Linked DNA regions of Mus musculus: region 2 is linked to region 1. The links are chromatin contacts, called in public Hi-C maps. All regions are on one chromosome and are shown on one strand. The core of a region is the stretch at or near the end of the contact, and the rest is flanking DNA. Distances in the headings are between cores, read along the strand shown. Region 1 holds the start of 4930451I11Rik (RIKEN cDNA 4930451I11 gene). Region 2 has its middle 14 kb from the start of Armc5.

Region 1 (5,411 bases), core at 2,776-5,275:
GTGCATAGCCAAGTCTGCAGTGTTTTCTAACAGAGAATTGAGTGAACCTTCCAAGTTTTCAACCTTCCCTCCAAACTTTTTCAGAATAGTATATGTAAACACTGCAAACCAGAAAACCCCCCCGGGAACACATAGGAGACCCACTCAGCAGCAGTAGCTGCCATTTTGCCAATTTCCTTAAGCAACATTGCTAACCCCTCATAATCTGCAGTTTCCTCTGCCACAAGAAGCAGCAGAATTACCCATTATGCCTAAGCCATGTTGGGTGCCATCTGTAGACACAAATACTTGCAACCTAGTTTTAATAAGGGTCCAACCGCTCCTCTAGCCCACCACCCAGCAGAGGTAGTGGAAGAGAAAAGTTATTAGGATATGGGGGGAGTGGACATGTTCAGCAATACTTCTTTGGGGGTGAGCTCAATTTTCTTGGGCAGCAGTTCAGTCCTGTAGCAAACACCAAATAAGACTCAGCAGCTTCAGACCATTCCTCTAGGCAGGCAGACACCAGGCCTGAACCAGCAGCTACATACAGTCCAATCCTTTCAGCAAGCAGACACCAGGCAGCTAGCTGTAGTTCAATCCTGAAGAAACCGCCAGGCTCACAGAAGGGGCAAACTGCCACAGGAACCTCACAAGCAGTTCTTGGATGAGTTTCCCTCAGTGACATATTATCACAAGGTGAGCTCAACAACACTATGTAAGGCGAACCAATACATGCCTGTCTTTAGCAAAGAATATCAAGGCGGAGCAAACCAAACCAAAGCTCAGTGTCTGTCTCCCACTGTCTGTGGGGTCATATTTCTACCCCTTCACCAAGAGTCCTTTCACATGTCTGCTGTATCCAGATACTCTTTCACCCGTGTCTGCTTCAGGAAAGCAGTCTTTCATGTGTTTGATTTAGCAAGACATTCTTCACCTGTGCACCCCAGCAAACCATCATTTGGTATAACTGACTTTCCAAAGAACAGGAAGTTTCCACTTCAGGTGTACCTATTTGTGGAGACAAGTTTGCAGAGGCTGCAGGTGTATTTCCTCAGGACTTTCCACTTTGGCTTCTTTTTTGTCTTTCTTAAGCAGAGTTGGGGGGGGTGGTAAAGCTGTTTTAATATAATTCAGAAACTCATATCTGAGTACATGAGCTTCTCAAAGCAGCATCTCGAAGGGAAAAGAAGCCCAGGTGTGGGCGCTGTCCATCCAGCGGGTAGCCTATGCCTGGATTTGTCGAAGCAGGGCCTCTCATGCTCGTTTATTTCAGATGGGCTCTTGCTTTGTGTTTCTCCTGCTTTAGTCTCCAGAGCACTGGGATTACAAGGCATGTATCACCCTGCTTACCTCTCTAGGTGTTTTTGTCATCCTACAGGTCACAGACCCAGAGAGGCTAAGGACTAGGAAGGGCTTAAGGGGGATGCAAGGATCTCCCTGGGAAAGGGAAATAGACTTTTGTGGGGGCAGGTGGGGATGGGAACAGGAGTGATCAGGCGTGAGGAGGGAGGAGACGGAAGGGGAGAGTACTGAGAGAAATGACTGGAATGGGGAACGTGCAATGGAAACTCCTCTGAATCTCTAAGAGTGGTCTCCTAGTAGTGGGGGATATGGAATCTAAACTGACTATAACCAGGCAAGGCTCCCAGCAGTGGGGCTGGGGCACCAACCCAATCACAAAACCTTCAACCTACAATCTGTCCTGCCTGCAAGACAAGCTGGCGTAATTGTGGTGCAGAACTTGTGGGAGTGGCCAACCCATGACTGGTCCGATTTATGGCCCATGCTACAAGACAGAGCCCATGCCTGACGCTATGTGAATGACTAGGAACCAGGGGCATGACAGCCCAGAGACTCAGGATAGAACCAAGCACTGTGTGTGTGTGTGTGTGTGTGTGTGTGTGTGTGTGTGTGTGTGTGTGTGTGAAATGATTCCTAATGATATTCTGCTGTACTCATAAATTGGTGCCTAGCCCAACTGTCATCAGAGAGGCTTCATCCAGCAATTGATGGGAACAGGTGCAGAGACCCTCAGCCAAACACTAGGCAGAGCCAGGGGAACCCTGCAGAAGAGGGGGAGGAAGGATTGTAGGAGCCAGTGTGCTCAAGGATACCACAAGAACACAGCCCACAGAACACAGCCACAGCCCATCAGCTAAGCAGGGCACATAGGAAGTCACAGAGACTGCGATGACAATCAGGGCACATAGGAGCTCACAGAGACTGAGATGACAATCAGGGCACATAGGAGCTCACAGAGACTGTGACGAAAATTAGGGAGCCTCCATAGGTCTGTGCTAGGTCCTCTGCATGGGTGTTATGGTTGTGTCACTTGATGTTCTTATGGGATTCGCACCACTGTGGCAGCTGCCTCTGACTCTCTTGCCTGCACTTGGGACTCTTTTCCTCCTACTGGGCTGCTTCATCCAACCTTGATAGGAGGCTTATTGTATCTTGTTAGGCCATGTTCGATGAGTATCCCTGGGAGGCCAGCTCCTCTCTCTCTCTCTCTCTCTCTCTCTCTCTCTCTCTCTCTCTCTTTTAAGGGGATACAGTTGGAGTTCTTCTGGGGGAGATGAGACACAGTAGCAGGGGGACTGGGAGGAGTGAAGGGAGGAGAAATGGTCAGGATGTAATGTGTGAGAGTGAAGCTAGAGAGAGAGGACAGAAAAGATCAGGCGGAAGGGTTGGAATGTTGTGGAAATGTCTTCCAGGCATAGCTGTGGCACTCTTAGATTCTCAATAGCTGTGATTAACTGAAGAGGAGGAGGAGGAGGAGGAGGAGGAGGAGGAGGAGGAGGAGGAGGAGAAAGCTAATTCTGATGTAGAAGCACACTCCTTTAATCCCAGCATCATTTGGGAGACAGAGGCAGGTCTCTGTGATCTCCTGGCCCGAGAGAGGATCCTTTAATGAGGAGCCACCTTCAGGGCAAGTGGAGTAACAGAGTAGCCAAGAGGCTGTAAAACAAGCACGGATAGAATCAAGGAGACCCTGAAATGTCCTTGGCCCGGGTGGGCTGGAGTTCGTTTGTGATAGACAGGCCTAACTGCCAATCAGAGGCAAGCTGTCTCTTCCAACTCGAGGTGGGGCCTCCGGAGTGCAGGTCGCAATTAGGAAGTGACACGGGGAGGACTGAGGGAACTAGAGAAAAGAAACAGGGGTCGGGTGGTGGACGGTGAGGTTCACATGCCACCAATACCACCAAAAGGGAAACTGAGTCACGGTGAGGCGAGTAGACTAGGATCTTTGAATGGCCGAGAGATTAGCCTTGGAATGAGCCTGGGGAGTTCGTCTGTTGACAACACCCTCAGCCCTCTTCGCCTCCCCGCCTCCCGGTGACAGCCAGTCCCAAGAGAGGAGCCTGCCTGCCTGCCTGTAACCTGTAGAAGAGATGGTGGCACCGTCGGACCAACACTGCTGCCACCTGGTGGAAAAGTTGGCTATTTCTCTTGTGCCTCACCGTGCGCTTCCATCTCTACTGAGCGCTAAAACCAAGCCTGGAGATGGATGGGTGCAAACCCACGAACCTGGGGTTCAGAAAGGGAAGAGGACCCTCCCCCCATAGAAGAATGCACAGCCTTGGGAAGCGTTGTGTCAGCGTTCCTCGTCCCCCTGCACACTGGTTTGGGCCTCCCTCTTAGGGCTTCTGCCAATGCCACGAGCCAATCTGTGTAACTTGCTTGGCATTTTACTAAGCAATCAGTAAAGGAGTTTTATTTGATCCGAAGAACAACTGGAGATGTGTAGCCCTCCTCACCTCCCCAGTAGAGCGGTTATGCAAACACATGTCTCCTAGACCTAGCTAAGTTCTGGAACACCACAGAACTGACTGGTTCTGTAATAGAACTGAAGGCCTTGTGCACTCTGAGCAAAAGCTGTACCCCTGGCCTACACCCCAAGACCCCTCACCACTGTTGCTGTTATGGTCAGTGTCATCCTTGGGGCTCAATGGGGGCTCTTCTGCATCAGGAGCTAGAAGCACCTCATAGTCGGGCTAGCGGAATGGCTCTGGGCTGTGACATCATAGAATCCTACTCATTCATAGTCGTGGGGGGTTATGAAGCTGTGGCTGTGGGTAGCCGTAGGGGTGTGGATGTTGATGGCTGAGCTGGGGACCATAGAAACAGGTGGGGAACTGAGTTCAGGAATAGTAGGAATAAGGGAGGCTAGAGAAAGGGAGTAAACTTCATTGTGGGCAGGAGGGAGGAGGATGGCCCAGCCCCAGGCCTTAGTTTCCCCACCCCCCCCTTCCTTTCCCCTTCTTTCTTCCTTTTCTCTTTTTTCCTTCTTCCTCCCTTTTGTCTCATTTTACTTTGTCTTGAGACAAAGTGTTGCTCTATAGCCCAAACCTTCAGTCCAAACCTTTCCCCCCCATCTCAGACATGGTGGGCTTCTGATGGGAGCTCAGCCAGCCCTGGGACAAAACAATCAGAGCTCTGGGTTTGCCTGGCCTCATTGGTGGGCATGATGGCCCTTGGGCTCTTGTCACAGACTCTGCTTTGGTTTTTAGCCCCCAGAAGAGATGGAACCCGGCCCTCGGTTTCAGGAGCCAGACCCCAGCAAGTTGTAAACAGGCTTTTCTTTGATTATCCAGACTCAGACCGAGCTAGCCTTCTTGCTGTGGCCCGGTTTATTGGAGAGAAGCCTATAACGTTCGTTAAGACAGGTATGAATCAGCTTGATAGAGGGGTCTTCCTCCTGGCGGGGTCTGGAAGGACGCTGTTGTTCATTGTCTGGCAGATTCCAGTCCTGGGCTCTTCCAGAACATCCTGGTGGGGACATTAGTGGTGGCCTTCTTCTTCCTGCTTTTCCAGTTCTGCTTGCATGTGTGAGTTGTGTCTCTGTGTCCTCGCCCTACCCCTTCCAGAGGACCCAAGTCTCCTATGTGTCCCTCCTCATCTGATCTCCATACTCCTCAGGAACTTCCAGAAAGGGGCCTAATGAGATATCCAGCCAGAGCCAGCTGAGGTGAGCAGGTGAGCCAGAGACGGAGCCCTGGACCCAGCTGTGAGCCACACACATCTACCCTGCCTTCTGTTGAGAAATAAAGGTGGTGCCTCCTTCCTCCTAGACTGCAGTAGCCCTCTATGTAGCCACCCATCCCCCACCTCCTCCTTCTCCCTGACTTCGAAGTGGCCATTCACACACCCCATTCCTCCCAGGCTGCAGGCGCGCGCACACACACACACACACATACACACACACACACACACACACACACACACACACACACTTTCCCCCTTCCTCCTCAGTAGTTATGTAGTGACCCCTCCTTCTTCCTCCCCACTTCCCAGCCCCCAAAACTGGACCAAAGGGTCTTGCTGGCGTTCAGGAAGATCGTCTTTATTAGCGGTCTGTAAAAGCACCTCCCGGGGTCTGTGGCCCCCAGACTGGAGGAAGCCGCGATTGGCCTGTAGCACCAGGGACA
Region 2 (5,236 bases), core at 2,117-4,616, 1.4 Mb before region 1:
TAATTACAGCCGATTCTTCAGTCTCAGCTGATGAGTATTAGTTATCCCAGTAAGGCAACAGTTTCACTTTAGCAGTTCTTAATTCAAAATACTATGAAATTGCCCTTATAGAGGGTTGGATGGACTCTCAAACTTCCCTCTGGGATTTACCAGCCAGACATCCACCATTTGCATTGCTCTCAACTCTTATCTTCCATGCTCCCACAGAACAGCCCATTAAGCTCTGAACACTATGGCTTTGCCAGCTCAAAGTTCCAAAATCTTTTCATAAATCTCCCCAAAATATATGGTTAGAGTGTGCATGTATATTTATGTATATGTGTGTGTGCACACAAATAACAATCACTTTCTTATGCTTGCGCTCTCTCTCTCTCTCTCTCTCTTTCTCTCTCTCTCTCTCTCTCTCTCTCTCTCTCTCTCTCTCTCTCTCTCTCTCTCCCTCTCCCTCTCTCTCCCTCAACAGGTTTCTCTGTGTAGCATTGCCTGTCCTGGAACTCACTTTGTAGACTAGGCTAGCCTGGAATTTACAGAAAGAGATCCACCTGCTTCTGCCTCCCTAGTGCGGGGATTAAAGGTGTGCGCCACCACTGCCTGGCCTTGTTCTCACTCTTACTGAAGCTTCTCTCCAGGGGAAGCCTCCCCTTCCCTCTAAGGCCCCATCATACCCAAGCTGCATAGTTGTGCTGTTTTTGTCTAATGTTCCCATCCGCCTTGAGGCTCTTTTACTGTAATAAATGCCATTTCTGAAGGGAGTTATGTATCTGCCCCTGTTAGGAACTGATGGCTGCTGTTATCTTCTTGATATATTTAGCAATGGTCACTCATATTTGGCTCAAGAGAAAACTTTCTTATCTTTGAGATGAGACCTGGGTCTTGTAGAGACAGTTCCGTATTAATCAATTTACCACGTATCTTAGTTACTTTTCTGTTCTGATCGAGTACCACCACAAAAGCAATTTAAGGGAGGAAGAGTTTACGTTGGTTCACAGTTCCACAGAGCAGTTGTCACAGCAGAGGCGTCACAGTGGCAGCAGCCTGAGGGCAATGGTCATGTGACCATAGTCAGGGAGCAGAGAAACACGCCTTTCAGACACAACTTTTCCATTCTTTGTTCTCGGGAAGGATGTGACCTGTCCAAACTTACTTGAAGCTCCGGCAAAGCTCAAAATTTAGTTGGAATTATTTCTAGATGTGGTACCAGAACAGACAGAGTCCTAGAACCCGAGAGACTTGGCAAAGCCAGAAGGGAGGCAGCAGTCTCTAGTTCAAAATTTAAGGGGATCCCAAAGTACTCAGCAGTCAAGGAAAGTAATAATTAATGCATTACATTTGTGGAGTATTTGTTTAGCTGTTTTATTGGCTTCTTATATCTACCCCCCTTCCAACCCTTATCCCACCCTAATTCCTTTTAACCCCTCAAACTCTAAGTATGAAAGACAAAAGTTAGAGGGGGGAAAGGAGGTGTAGACCTCTGTAGGCCACTTCTTGCTGATTAAAGGTGACAAGTCCAATTTTTGTCATCAGGATATCCAATTTCTTCTCATCTTTTTGTCCATGACCACTTAACAGATCACAACGACGTAAACCAGCAGCAGCAGAAGGAGCAGCAGCTGCCACGGGCCCTCTTTACCCTCAGGACATCTTCACCCTCTCCAGAGTCCCCAGAGTTAAACGATCTGCAGCTGGCAAAAATCACACCCCTGCTAGTACATGAGGTATATCATAATCACCTGCTGTGAACGAGCCCCTAATCCCACCCCTGGGATTAAAACAAAGATATATTCACAAAACATAGCAGGGTTGGTTTGCTTTTTTTTTTTTTAAAAGAAGCCAAAACTCTCACAACAATTTATTTTTATTTTTAATTTTTAAAAATTTTACCCAAATCCTGACTAGTGTAGCAAGCAAGCACAATTCTCACAGAAGCCCACACCCAAACTACTCATGTGTGTTTCCTCTGATGCTTAAAATATGTATCATTTTCTCCTTTAATGAACACCAACTCTGCTTCATACTGATTCATCCTGAAATTCTTCTCTTCATTGAAGCCAAGAGAATGGCGGTGCACACCTATAAACCAAACACTTAGAGGTGGGATCCCTGGGCAATTTACAGACAGCTATACTATGGAGGGGTCTAAGGATAGGGAAGTCTCTCTATCAGTTACCTCTTGTAAAACTCCAGGGAAGAGTATCGTGAAACATGCCTTTTCCTTCGTGAGGGAGTGAATAGATCCATCTGAAGGTTCCTGTGGGTGATTGGCCACAGTTGACTGGTTTAAGATGACAGTCAACATGTTCAGTTCAGAGAGCTGAGATCCACAGTAGAAGGACTAAGCCTGAACAGCCCACACGGCTCCACCATGTTCTGGTCCAGAGGTCGAGAATGATTATAAGCTCCAGGATAGCACAGGCTATCTCATGAGAGTAGCACAGGCTATCTCATGAGAGTAGCTGAGATAGCCAAATGCTAGGAATATATTTAGTGGCAGAGAATTCACCTAGTATGTGCAATTTCCAGCATGGAAGAAAAATAAGTAAAGTACAGCCTATGGAAGCTACATACTCTTGTTAAAAACATATTTATTTAGGTATGAGTACTCTGTCTGCACACCAGAAGAGGGCATCAGATTCCTTTATAGATGTTGTGAGCCACCATGTGGTTGTTGGGAATTGAACTCAGGACTTCCAGAAGAGCAACCAGTACTCTTGAACACTGAGCCATCTCTTCAGCCCTGTTAATAACACGTTATCAGAGCCAGGACCACAATTAGAGTGAACCTGAGGTAGAAGGGAAAGGCAAGTGATATATGAGACATGGGACGGGAAAGGAACTCTCACACCCAGAAGTCTGGCTAAATCTTCTCTTCAGCCTGAAGCAAGAATTTCAGCACATTTGCTGTGAAGGTTGCTTAGAGATAAAATCCCTTATCTATATTATATATGAATAATGTTAAAATAGCAGTGAGCCAGTCTTAAGGCCTGATATATCTGACCATGCTAGAGCCTCACATTTTCTGGGAAACTTTGTTTAGAGTCGAGATAGCCTAACATCCTGCAGTCTGATGATCTAGAGTTTTACCATATCAATCAATGCTAGGGACATATCTGTCAGGTGCCACCCTGGATCTCGCTTAGATTTCTTAGGAACACTTTAAAGATAATGACTTCAAATTTTACCAAAATCCTGACTAATATACTAAGCAAGCACAACTCCCTCACAGAAGGCCACACCCAAACTCTCATGTATGTTTCTCTGATGCTTAAAATATGTATCATTTTCTCCTTTAATGAACCCCAACTCTGCTTCATACTGGTTCATCCTGAAATTCTTCTCTTCACTGAAGCCAAGAATTTCCTCAGGGCAGCTCCTGTGATGCTGGGGCCCTCTCCTGTGCCAACAGCCCTCCCCCAGCTAGGGCTGGGCCCTGTGTGGAGACCGGAAAAACTCCAGTGCTAGGTTGCAGCTTTGGGAGCCCAACTTGTGAAGGCATGGGATCTCACATGGTACCACATGAAGAAAGGGGTGTCTGTGAACATCTTCCCCCAGAGTGAGATACCGCATTGTCTCCACATAAACATTGGGAGGGGTAGAGCAAGCAACTGCACCGCCCCTTTTAGCTTTCCCTCCTCCATTTGTTTCCTGGAACATGACCATCCCATTGGCTAGATCCTCCTCTTAGAATCTCAACTCCTTCCTACAAGGGTCTTAAGTCTTCCATCAGACCAAGGCCTTCCCTACCCCCCAGCTGTCACCACATACACACTGGCACAGCCACCACCTTCAGGGCCAGCTCTTTGTCAGATCATTCTACCACATCATTTTGACAGTGATCCTAGCTGAGGACTCATGTAAGCTCTGACAGTTTGAATGATACATTTGTCATCCATCCACATGCTGACAGCCATGGACACCTTAGTTTAAGGATTTGACCTTTGTTCATACGTTTACTGACATCCTGGGACCTCTTTCTCAGAGAGGAGCTTCAGTAAAAGGATGAACCTGTGGGGCCAGAAAGCCATATGACCAGCAGAGCCAGTCCAGAGCAAAAGTGAGGTCATCTCGTCCAAAACCCAAAACTCCTGTCCTGAGACCAGCAGGGGCAGAAGTGTTTTCCTCCTTGCGCTGGGCCTGCGTGTCCCAGCTTGTTTAGGCCTTGGGACCCCCACCTCTGCCACCCTGAGGTAGTCATGTACCTGGTGGCCAGGTTACAGGTTAAACTTTCTCTCTCCTATACGGACATGTCCAGCAAGCCCTTGGAATTGCTCTTCACAAAAATGCAGCATTCCCAGCACCTCAGCCCTCACCAATGATGTACACTCACCCCAAAACTCCTACCCACTTCCCAAGGTTTACATAGGCCTTATTTGCCCCCAATAAAAGAGAGTTGTTTCACCAATAACTATCTCGAGAAGGCTGTTTCTCCCTGGCATTCACTGCCGACTAATGTTCTGACAAACCCACCTGGCCCAGATAAGCTTCATTCTTTTGAGTCTGGCCAGTGGGTAATGGTGTCGGACACTGCAAAGGCAGAGGGAGATCCAGGCTGGCAGAGCCTAGGAGGTTTCTGAAGGCAAACTGAGTCCTTTACCTTGGAGTTTCCTCAACATTGGCTAATTACTATTCCTACAGCCAAGCCAAACCAATTTTGTAAATGTCCTGGGTAATTCTGTTACACAGCTAGGGTAGAGGACGACTACATTAATCCCTAGAGCAGGCAGATGGGCCCCCGAGGGAGGGGTAAAGGCCTTCGAGAGGTTGGACACCTTACTCTTTATCCCAGAGTGCTGCTCAAATTGTAGCAGTTTCTTGCTATCCAGAGCCACAGAGCAGGAAGCTATGACCTACTAGAACAAACGTGCTTTGCAACCTGTGTAAAGTAATTGGAAGATGAAGAAAACAAACCCCACCCCACCCCACCCCATCCCACCGTATCTCTACCCTACCGCCAATAAAGGCTATGTAGAAAACAGACTGTAATCTAGAGGTAAGAAAAATAAAGCCTGGGCTAGGCGGGCGACAGGGTTTATAAGAAGGGATGGTTGTGGTGGCTCAGAAAGAACAGTGTGTGTGAAGAGCAGAAGGAAAATAGCAAGCTTTAACACTAATCAAACATGATGAGCTTACTAAGGAAATACTGGGTTGCATCAGAGTCAGAAGACAGTAACTATGTCTGAGCTGGGACAACAGAGCCGAAACCGAATGACTGATGCCTGCTTTTCTAAACCTGCTGTGT

What was found. Hi-C and Micro-C count contacts between places; a contact is called where the count stands out from the background.
Region 2: a contact with region 1 is called in a Hi-C map of epidermal suprabasal cells, with 10 times the contacts expected there. The contact joins the enhancer-like site here to the promoter of 4930451I11Rik in region 1. A contact is called at or near these places in 1 of 39 promoter capture datasets (liver) and 4 of 484 Hi-C or Micro-C datasets (the G1E-ER4 cell line, epidermal suprabasal cells and stem cell-derived neurons).

The regions. Positions count from the first base shown.
Region 1 is chr7:126,830,110-126,835,520 of GRCm38.p6, reverse strand. It overlaps 4930451I11Rik (RIKEN cDNA 4930451I11 gene), which reads left to right and starts at 4,025. Exons shown (of 4, transcript NM_183131.3): 1 at 4,025-4,110; 2 at 4,494-4,649; 3 at 4,724-4,811; 4 at 4,903-5,047. The coding sequence starts at 4,041. The coding sequence ends at 4,924. Tlcd3b (TLC domain containing 3B) reads right to left here. Exons shown (of 5, transcript NM_029978.1): 5 at 5,302-5,411.
Region 2 is chr7:128,221,146-128,226,381 of GRCm38.p6, reverse strand. No RefSeq gene overlaps it. Among named protein-coding and RNA genes, the nearest start is that of Armc5, 14 kb to the left of the region's middle. Within about 2 kb of position 3,366, at least 4 of the 459 cell types and tissues checked have an H3K27ac peak or open chromatin away from gene starts, as enhancers often do. A contact at or near this core is called in epidermal suprabasal cells, where this site is marked.